Linked DNA regions of Sus scrofa: regions 1 and 2 are each linked to region 3. The links are chromatin contacts, called in public HiChIP or PLAC-seq maps. All regions are on one chromosome and are shown on one strand. The core of a region is the stretch at or near the end of the contact, and the rest is flanking DNA. Distances in the headings are between cores, read along the strand shown.

The links. HiChIP or PLAC-seq counts read pairs in DNA pulled down with a chosen protein or histone mark.
Region 1: a contact with region 3 is called in an H3K27ac HiChIP or PLAC-seq map of skeletal muscle. The contact joins two enhancer-like sites. A contact is called at or near these places in 2 of 2 datasets of contacts at active chromatin or transcription factors (alveolar macrophages and skeletal muscle).
Region 2: an H3K27ac HiChIP or PLAC-seq map of skeletal muscle shows a contact between it and region 3. The contact joins two enhancer-like sites. A contact is called at or near these places in 1 of 47 Hi-C or Micro-C datasets (epiblast stem cells) and 2 of 2 datasets of contacts at active chromatin or transcription factors (alveolar macrophages and skeletal muscle).

What each region holds. Positions count from the first base shown.
Region 1 is chr8:116,517,608-116,520,999 of Sscrofa11.1, reverse strand. All of the region lies in intron 1 of TET2 (methylcytosine dioxygenase TET2), which reads left to right. Among named protein-coding and RNA genes, the nearest start is that of TET2, 28 kb to the left of the region's middle. Within about 2 kb of position 1,394, at least 11 of the 83 cell types and tissues checked have an H3K27ac peak or open chromatin away from gene starts, as enhancers often do. A contact at or near this core is called in skeletal muscle, where this site is marked.
Region 2 is chr8:116,591,714-116,595,159 of Sscrofa11.1, reverse strand. All of the region lies in intron 3 of LOC110262179 (a long non-coding RNA gene), which reads right to left. Among named protein-coding and RNA genes, the nearest start is that of TET2, 46 kb to the right of the region's middle. Within about 2 kb of position 2,014, at least 34 of the 83 cell types and tissues checked have an H3K27ac peak or open chromatin away from gene starts, as enhancers often do. A contact at or near this core is called in skeletal muscle, where this site is marked.
Region 3 is chr8:116,727,207-116,730,243 of Sscrofa11.1, reverse strand. No RefSeq gene overlaps it. Among named protein-coding and RNA genes, the nearest start is that of TET2, 180 kb to the right of the region's middle. Within about 2 kb of position 1,468, at least 4 of the 83 cell types and tissues checked have an H3K27ac peak or open chromatin away from gene starts, as enhancers often do. A contact at or near this core is called in skeletal muscle, where this site is marked.

The DNA.
Region 1 (3,392 bases), core at 145-2,644, 210 kb after region 3:
ACCAATTACTCACAAAACTAAATGTACTCTTACCATACAATTCAGTGATTGCATTCCTGGGTGTTTACTCAAAGGAGCTGAAAATGTATGTCCACACAAAAACCTGCACACATAATGTTTTAGCACCTTTCCTTGTAATGGCCAAAACTTGTTAGCAACCAAGATACCCTTCAGTAGGTGAATGGGTAAACTGTGGCATACACACTAAAAAGAAATAAGGCACTGGAGTTTCCCTGTGTCTCAGCAGGTTAAGGATCTGGTGTTGTCACTGCTGTGGCTCTGGTTATAGCTGTGGTACAGGTTCGATCCCTGGGTATAGAGGAACCTTAAATGCATGTTACTAAGAAAAATAAGCTATTCTGTAAAGGTCTGTACTCTGCTTCCAGTTGTATGACATTCTGGAAAAGGTGCAACAATGTGGACAGTAAAGAGATAAGCTGTTTCCAGGGATTAGGGAATAGGAAGAATGTATAAGCAGAAAACAGGATTTTAAGGGTAGTGAAACTAATCTGTAATATAGTGGTAGATACATGTCATTATACATCTGTCAAAACTCATAGAATGTACAAGAGTGATTCCTAATGTCAGTTATGGATTTGGGGTGATAATGATGTGTCGGTGTAGGTTCATCAGCTGTCGCAAATGTATCTCTCCAGAAAGAATGTTCATTGTGGGAGAAGTTTTACAAACGTGTGGACAGAGGTATATGACAACTCACTGTACTTTCCACTAAAGAGTAGAGTGAACCTAAATCTGCTCTAAAAAATTAGTTTAATTTAAAAAATGTAAAGCAACCAGAAAAAAAACCCTTACATTTATAAAAAGCTAAGCAGTAAAAGTATTTCTTCTTTTTCTTACCTAGTTACACTTGGTAACTAGTGTTTTTAATTCAAGTCCTCTGTTAACACTGGGTTTTCCAATGTGTAGTAAGGGAATAATCTAATATCCTTCTTAACTGACTTGCAACCTTACTTGCAGTGAACAGTGAGCACCAGTCCTTTGTAAAAAAGGTGAGTAGAAGAGGGCAGAGGAGGTGTCAGAAGGCAGTCAGTGGGCAAGATTCAGTGTTCATGATACACAAAGACTACCGACCAAATTCACGTACCTCCAGACTCCATGCCTTTTCTCAGAGAACTGAAGATGCAAAAGTTGTCTTTGGTTTTATGTGAGGATTTCCCTCCTCATCAGTCCTCAAAAATTGAAGGCTCTGTATCCTCTTCATTTAGGAAATGAGTGCTTATAATAGAAAGTTGTTTTTAGTCATCTGTTATATTTAGATGATTTATGTCACCTCTGACCTGCTTTCTGATAAAGCATGACTTCATTCATGGCTCTGGAGATGACCTGTGTACACTGACCTGGCGTAAACCTAGAGTGTTAGTCATTTTAGTGACAGTTGTTGGAGAGATTGACCTCCTGCTATAAGACTGTACACTGAGGTTCTGTAAGCAGCTGCATTCCTAGTGAGACCTGGTTAAGTTTATCCCACTATTAATTTCTTCAGTATTACTCATCTTTCTCAAAAAGAAAGGTTTTTCTAGCATGCACAGTATCTGGCTTTTAATGGCTACTGAGCTGAAATAACATGCATGTATTAATGGTTGCTCATTTGTTTGTTTCCCTTCTCTTTTTTGACTCATTCTTGAAGGTTAGAGTAGTTATGCCTTTCTGCAGCTGATAATTGACCTTTCTTAGAAATGACACTTTCACATCTCCAAGTGTATGTGGAGTTGTCTGGAGTTAATGCTCCAGTTTTCATTTAGCTTCTCATCCACTCCCAGTCAGTGGAGAATCAAGACATTCAGTATTGATTTCTATGGCCAATGAACCCGAGTCAACTTGGCATGAAGAGCTTTTCCCAGACATTCCTCTTTAAAGGCAGAGTCAGTGGCTCCTTTTTTCCCCAAACTCCACTTTGTTCAATGATTTTTAAGTGGTGATTTTATTCTTTCACTTCTAAAAATACTGTCCCACATTCCAAAACCTCCATCATTAACACATAGAAGGAAGTAACATTGTCACATTCCTGCTCTTTTCTGTTATCATACTTGCATGAATGAGTATAAAATATATTCATGCATGTTCTATAATTATTGGGCTTTTTGTTTTAAAATATATAGTTTCTTTGCTTTACAAGGGAGCTAATTTGTTCTTACTTATTTTAGAGGCTATTTTTGCACTCTGGGATATCATGGCACTCCAAAAAAAAAAAGTTCTGAAATTTTAATATTCACCATTTGTCTCTAGACATCATCACAAACGGTACTTCCTCACTTTTTTATTGGTATTGCTCATTTATCATTCTTTATAACTCAAATCCTCATATTTATTCCTCCATATTAAAGTTGTTTTCCCTAACTACCTTGTGTCCTTCTTAAATTTTCATTTCTTGTTTGCCTCTATAAAAGCAAGTTTAAAAATAAAGCCTCTGATGCCATTAATCATTATTATTATGCTCTTTATATTTCTACCTGGAATATTTTAAAGCCCTTAAAGTTTTCATCATTAGTCCTCCTCTCTAAGCTATGCTGTATATGCTCTTTGGCCAAGTCTTTTGTTTTTTTCTTTTTTTGGAGTGTATGTCATGTGTGTCTGTGTGGTTATGGTTTATAAACTCTCAATTTAGTCACGATTAATATGCTTTTAGAAGAGCTTCTTTTTCTTAGGAGTTTCTTGATGATTTTTACTTTGTCATGTGATGAAAAGTGTGTGACAAAGTACTGTAGCAAAGTAGTGTTTTCCTGCTTGGTTGCACTCATCCGTTTTAGAAGACCTGGTAGTTGACAACCAACTCCTTTTTTATGTTGGTTTCTACAACACAGAGGTTGCTAGGTGACTTTAATCCCTTTCAGCAAGAGAACAATCAACAACAATAAATTCCTGCTCTCTTTAGATGTGTATATTCTACCTAGAAGATCTAGCAAATAAAAAAAAGGTTTAAAACATTTTTTTTTAATGTGAAGTTCTATATAGACCCTCAGCTACATCTCTGGAGCATGGCATCAAATGTTTTTTAATCATGCTGCCATTTCTTCAACATTGTGATCTGCTTGTTTTGTTTTTTGTTTGTTTTGAAGTATAATTGATTTACAGTGTTGTGGTAGTTTCTAGTATACAGCAAAGTGATTCTGGTATACAGCAAAGGTATACAGTGTAGGTATATATGTATTTTTTCATATTCTTTTCCACTATGGTTTATTAGAGTATATCTAATATAATACCCTGTGCTATACAGTAGGACCTTGTTGTTTATCTATTTTATATGCAGTAGTTTGTTTGAAGAGGGATAAATTAGGAGACTGAGATTAGCAGATACAAACTGCTTGTTCTTAAGAAGTCAACTTCTAAGCAGCAGTAGGTGTAAACCATCTCCAAGAAGTACATGAAAATCC
Region 2 (3,446 bases), core at 765-3,264, 140 kb after region 3:
AACAGTTTGAGGAACCCACTGTAGTTTATGACTCATAATCCTACAAATCTGTAATTGCTATAAACATAGGTATGGGTAGATATATGCACACACCACAAGGCCTGATGCAGGTAGAACTGAGACAAAAATATGACTACTGTTATCAATAATTAGTTTTGGAGTTCCCATCGTGGCTTAGCAGTAACAAATCCAACTAGTATCCACAAGGATACGGGTTGAATCCCTGGCCTTGCTCAGTGGGTTAAGGATCCAGCATTGCTGCGAGCTGTGGTATGGGTTGTAGAGGCAGCTCAGATCCTGTATTGCTGTGGCTGTGGCATAGGCCGCAGCTGCAGCTCCAATTTGACCCCTAGCATGGGAACTGACATATGCCACAGGTGTGGCCCTAAAAAAGAAAAAAACTATTGTTTTAAAACAACATGACACTTCCACTACCAGTACTATCTCAGCTCATATGCAGGGTAAAAGAAATATCTGTGTCATTTGTTGTGTTTCTATCGGTGGTATCGTCTTTGATCTTCCTTCCAAAATAGCACAGGAGTGATCATCATAATCACAAAAAAATACCATAGGGCTTCACAGAATTTAAAATAGCTTCCTGGGATTTCCCTCTGTGATATAGCAGAAACAAATACAACTAGTATCCATGAGGATGTGGATTCAATTCCTGGCCTCGTTCAGTGGGTTGGGGATCCAGCATTGCCATGAGCTGTGGTGTACTTTGCAGATGAGGCTGGAATCCCACTTTGCTGTGGCTGTGGTGCAGGCTGGGAGTTGCAGCTCCAATTTGACCCCTAGCCTGGGAACTTCCACATGCCATAGGGTGCAGCCCTAAAAAGCAAAATAACACAGCTTCCAGAATTCCCTGGTGGCACTTCGGGTTAAGGATCCAGCGTTGTCACTCCTGTTCATTCCCTGGTCTGGGAACTTCCACATGCTGTGGGCATGGCCAAAAACAAACAAACAAACAAAATTAAAATAGCCTCCTATGTGTTATTTAATCCCATAATAGCCCTGTGAGAAAAGCAGACCATCAGGGCAGACATGGTAATGTTAAGAAGAGGAAAAATAGAACAGAAAAGAAGGGGAGAAAGAAGGAAGGGAAAGGAAGAGGGGGGAAACTGCCTTTCAGATCTTCCCGCAATTGAATATCAGTCTTAAACCTAATAATATCTCCTAACAAGTGTTCCGGAGATTAAGTTCCACATAGTTCTTTGGACTGCCCAATTGTGATTGCTCTACAAATTCTAATATCATCATTGCCAAGCTTAGCTAGAAAATTTCTCATAAACTCATATATAAAGTTGGGGAACTTCAGAAAAAACAAAAACAAAACAAACCAAAAAAACAGTAAAGCCCAACGCCAAGAAAGGAAGTTAGGATAGAAAGAAGACAATAAGCACTAACTTGCCTATAGGCTTCATAATCTTTTTCCATGAGGCACTTTTAGCCAAGCAGTAAGCTCTCATGAAGAATGGGGTGTGTGAACACACTGAGAGTCCAGTCCGGGGGCAGAGAAATCCCTCCCATTTTGTCCTCAGCTCAACTCCCAAGATTCCCAGCGTCACAGTGTGAGTCACACTGCAGTTGCCCATGATGTGCCCCTGCACGGATGCCCTCTGCTTCAGCAGGGAATTTCAAGCTCCCGCCTGCCTCTAAGAAGGGGGGAAATCAGTGCAACGTTGTGACCAGATGCAGAAAAGCTGGCAGCCAGAGAAAACAGTAGTGCATTTGACTAATTTTCTTTTGTGGGCTTTTTGCTGTAAAGAAATTGGCCTCCGTGGGTTAAGAGAAATTCAACATTTGCATCCCTTTCTTGAATGTGAGCTCTTTGTTTCCATTTTAATAGGTCGTGGGAAGTTTCCTGCGAATATGTAAACAAGCTTTGTGTTTATTTTAATGACTTTTTCCTCCTGTTTCCGGGCTCTGGGCAACCCCACTTGAATTCTGGTGCTTAGAACAGAACACAACCAAGTTGTAACCCAAGTCTTTCCTTTTGTAAGAGGAAGTGGTGAGATAAATAAAAGGATGGCATTTCCTAGAGCATCTGAATCGCCTATTAACTGCTTAAGAACTAACTCCTCAACAAAAATTAGTCCACTGAACTAGTTTAAAAAAGAAGAAAAAAAAAAATCTTTGAAGTGACTAATTTACAACTTTGAAACCTGAATACCCAGCTAAGAAAGAACCTCTCCCTTTCCTGTTAAATCCTGAATACTGAATCTCTTCTTTACCTCTTAGTGAATCACCTTAAAGTGTTGCCATACTGATTGTCTCTACTCCCTCTCATCTGATTTACAAACCCACTGTAAGCTGGCTTCTGCCTTTACTACCTTACTGGAACTTACAAAGACAGTGGTGAAAATGACCTGCTTATTGATAAATACAGGGAATGTTTTCAAGTATTTATTTTGGTAGATTTCTCTATGGTATTTGAAGATGCCAACCACCTACTCCTTTGAGAAATTTCTCTTCTTTTGTTTTCCATGATACTGCACTCTCCTGATTCTCTCACATCTCAGATCACTTTTTTTTTTCAAGGCAGCAGTTATAAAATCATGTAATATTCTTCAAGAGGAGAGAAAGAGTTAAGGAAACACTTTTTTCATTCGTAACTCCCATCAAGTCTTAGTCTTCATTCCTGAATCCTCTTCCCATCCTCTTAAAAATAGGTGTTCTTTTGTGTTCTCTTCCTCCTCTTTGATGATCTCATTTGTTCTTACATTTTCAATATCACCTCTGCCCAATTTTCACATCTGTATCTCTAGCTTAGACTTCCTTCCTAAGTCTGTATGTCTTTACCTCCCCATCTTGACTGTAGCTATGATTATTGTCAAGAGTTCTCTCTCTGCTCCTGCAGCCAACCTCCTACCTCAAGTGCCCACCACTGCATGTCTTCCTGGGTTCTGCTCCTAGGAGCCACAGGAGCTGGCTTGCCCACATGAGCCAGGTCAGGCCACAGCGGGAGAGTCAGTAGATAAACGTTCCAGACTTCCATCCCTCAGATGGCTAATTTTTGGAGGCATTCTTCGTTCTTCTCAAAAGTCCCTTGTTGCCCATATAAGGTTGGGTTGAATAAGGCACTCTATTGTCACCATCTCATTCTTCTTACTTGGCCACTCATGGTTTGTAGGGTCACTTCCCAAATAGACCACCTGTACCCAAGCTCTTATCTCAGGCATTGCTTTTAAGGAAACCCAAAGGCATTTGGTACCAGGAATGGTCCTGGAAAGCAGACCCTCAAAATGAAATTCCATGGCTAATTTGTCTCCTGAAGCAGGCCCCTCCTCCAGCTGGAGGAGAAGGATGTCTCTTACCTGACAATCTTGTAAAGATCTCACCTGAGGCAGATGCCTAGAAAGATGATGCGGCCTCCTCAGAACCCACCAAGTCTCCCCTTATAATGCACAAACCAGTAACTATGGCCATGACCCACTATTCACTGA
Region 3 (3,037 bases), core at 219-2,718:
ATGCTCCCCTGGCTCTGGGGCCAGAGCAGGAAGACCTCAGCTCTGTCAGGAATTACAGGGGCCCAGTCCTGCCCTAAACATACTGTGTGGCCTTTGGCAAGACATGAATCCCCTTCTTCCTGGCTTTTCCATCTGTTTATACAATTTTCTGCAGAAGTATATTTGGGAGGCCTGATGGGATAACCAGCTCTGAGAGCTTGAGGGTGTAATGAAAAACTGACAATTTTCATTTTCCCTCCAATTATCATACTCTAAAATAAATAGAGAGTCGGGTGGATTCTCCAGCTATTCATTCTGGCAGCTCTGCCTCAGCTGAAGACAGTCTACAAGTTGGCAGGCCAGAGCGGAGAGAAACTTATCTTAGTTCCTGGAGATAAAACCTGCTAGTTTCAACAACTGAAATTCAGAGAGAGGATTTTCTGGGGAAGAGCCATGTGCAGCAACAAGCTCTTTTAGAAGATTAACTTGCTTGCCTCCTGCTAACTTCTCTCTGTTGAGGAAGGATGCAAAAAGTCACATTACCTTGAGCCTCAAACAATTCGAAATGATCGGATTTGGCCTGTTCACCTCACTTGTCGGTCACCAAGAGATACTTAAAAAGATGAGACCTCCATTCTGAGAAAATGGAAAATAAAATGACAGGTTTCAAGGAAAGTCATTCGGTATACCAGAAAAAAACGATTATCAAAAGCATGTTTGCCTTCAGGATGCGTATGTGGCTTTTATGAACAGCAACACCATTTTTGTCCAATGCTTATGATGTAACCTCACCAAAATCAGGGAAATTCGGGGATTTGGCAGGCAACTGGGAAAAGAGAAATGCAATACAATGCCATTTCAGATGACAGTCTACGTTGGAGCTGAGCTACTCCAGATGTTTTTCTTTTGTCTTCATTTAATGGTTCCTCTAAATAAGATGTCTTACTATCAGCCAAGGCAGCAAAATTTACAACATGCTAATTAATGGCGAAATGCTTAGGTAAGCAATTCTGTTTCTGAGTATGTAATTATATCTCCAGGGCTTTCATTTTTTTCCTCTTACCTTTCTCTGCGAGATTATACTGATGGAGTAAGGGAGTATTAGGAACACAGAAAATCTTAAGTGGGTGCACCATGGTCAGTTTTACTTAAACAGTAAGGGATAAGCTATGCTCTTTCCCTTCAACCATACAATTATTTTGTTATAGCAGTTATGACCGTGAAACAAAGAAATATTGCACAGGGACCATGGATTACAACCTACAGGGAATAACTGTAGTTGTAAAGCTGCTTCTCACCATAATGGACCAACTTATTTTTTAAAAAATTAAAAGCAAAATCAGTCCTTTTTCCCTATGCAGAGATTCTTGAACTTCAGATTATCAGCAAAACATGTTGTTGCACCTGCTCTGCCAATCCCCAGCCTGGATAAGTCTAACTGTTTACTCTCTCCACTCCTGCTTCCAGGCAGCTGGGCATGGAAAGAAAAATCCCATAACTCTCTTTACTGGCACTGCAACAAATCTACATTCTCCAACATCGGCTGGGCCCCCAGTACTACTGGCAGTCCTTTTATTTGTCCCCAAGTCAGCTCCGTTTCAGATTTCCCTCACAGCTGTTCTAACCTATCAACATGCTCAACGGTCCCCCTCATTCTGAGTAGATGCCCTTGTCCATGTAGCAAGGACAAAACAGACGTCTTCTCATTCCCCTCCACTTGCAGCCTGCCTGACATCCATGAGGCAGCCATCTTTTCCCTCCCTTCCTCCTAAATCACAGATGAGTCATTTCTTCTAATCTCTGAAGTGAACACCCCATAGGATATTGGACACCATCTACTTAGGCATCTGGTAATGCATTATATCAGTCATTTCCCCTCACATTTGGGGTCTTTAATTCACTGCTCCCTGTTCTCTGGCTTCTCCCTTTTAGTCCACAAATTTGATCAACTTTTTCCTTATCACCATGCACGCACTCGCATACACACACATGTACACACATACCCACCCCCGTTCTTTAATCATTTCAGCCTCTCACTCATGCTGCAAATTGCCTTGTATAGCAATTATCTGTTTACATGACAGTTTTCAACTGGTCCAGCGGTTTTTAATTGTTGATGTGTCAGATCCTTTTGAGAATCTGATTAAAGCAACAGACCTTTTCCCTGGCGACATGCACATACCTACACACACACACACACACACACACACACACACACACACACACACACACCTTCTATATACAGTTCTAGCTTGTTCACTGCTCACCACCCCACCCCCAAAGGAGCTATTACTGCCACTCATCAATATTTCCAGTTCCACTCCTCTTCCAGGCACACGGGAAAATTACACTTCCTTGTTGACTTGAGATTAGTGTCTTTGGCCAATGAGATGATAGTGGAAGTGATGTGTGTGGAAGCTTTAAGAGCCTGCACTGGATGTGCAGTGCTGTCTGTTTTGACTCTGCCACCACTATAAGCACTGCATTCCAGATATGCCAGTTTCATCACCGTGGGTTTTGGAGTGAAAAGAATACAGCCCAGAGCACCTAGCCAGCCCCCTGGACATACTGGGTAGGTGAGAAATCAATCCAGCTGTTTAGAGCAGCTTATAGATTGCGGATGGTTGGTTACAGTGGCATAACCTACTCTTTCCTGCTTGAGAGCAGGGAACTCTCCGTCGGTTACAAAATAAATGCAAGTCAGAAAGATTCTTTCTAGGGGAGTTTAAGCTACCCTCCTTCCTATTCCCAACCAATAAGCGCCTTTCACCTCAGAGTTCTATACCTTCAATTCTCTCTACCTACAAGACTCTTTCTCTAGTTCTTCCTATGACTTCTCATCCTCCGGATCTCCATATATATGTTACGTCCTCATAGAGGTCCCTCTTGGATGGTCTCCTTCCCATTTGTCCCCAATTACTATCATTTATGTCACCCATTTCTGTCTTTCACACAGTGTATCACAGCCCATCTTGATTTTGTCTCTCAAATTCTGAATTCACAATATATATGTAGTCTTACTATCAACAGTGATTCATAAAGAACTAATGTCATGCTA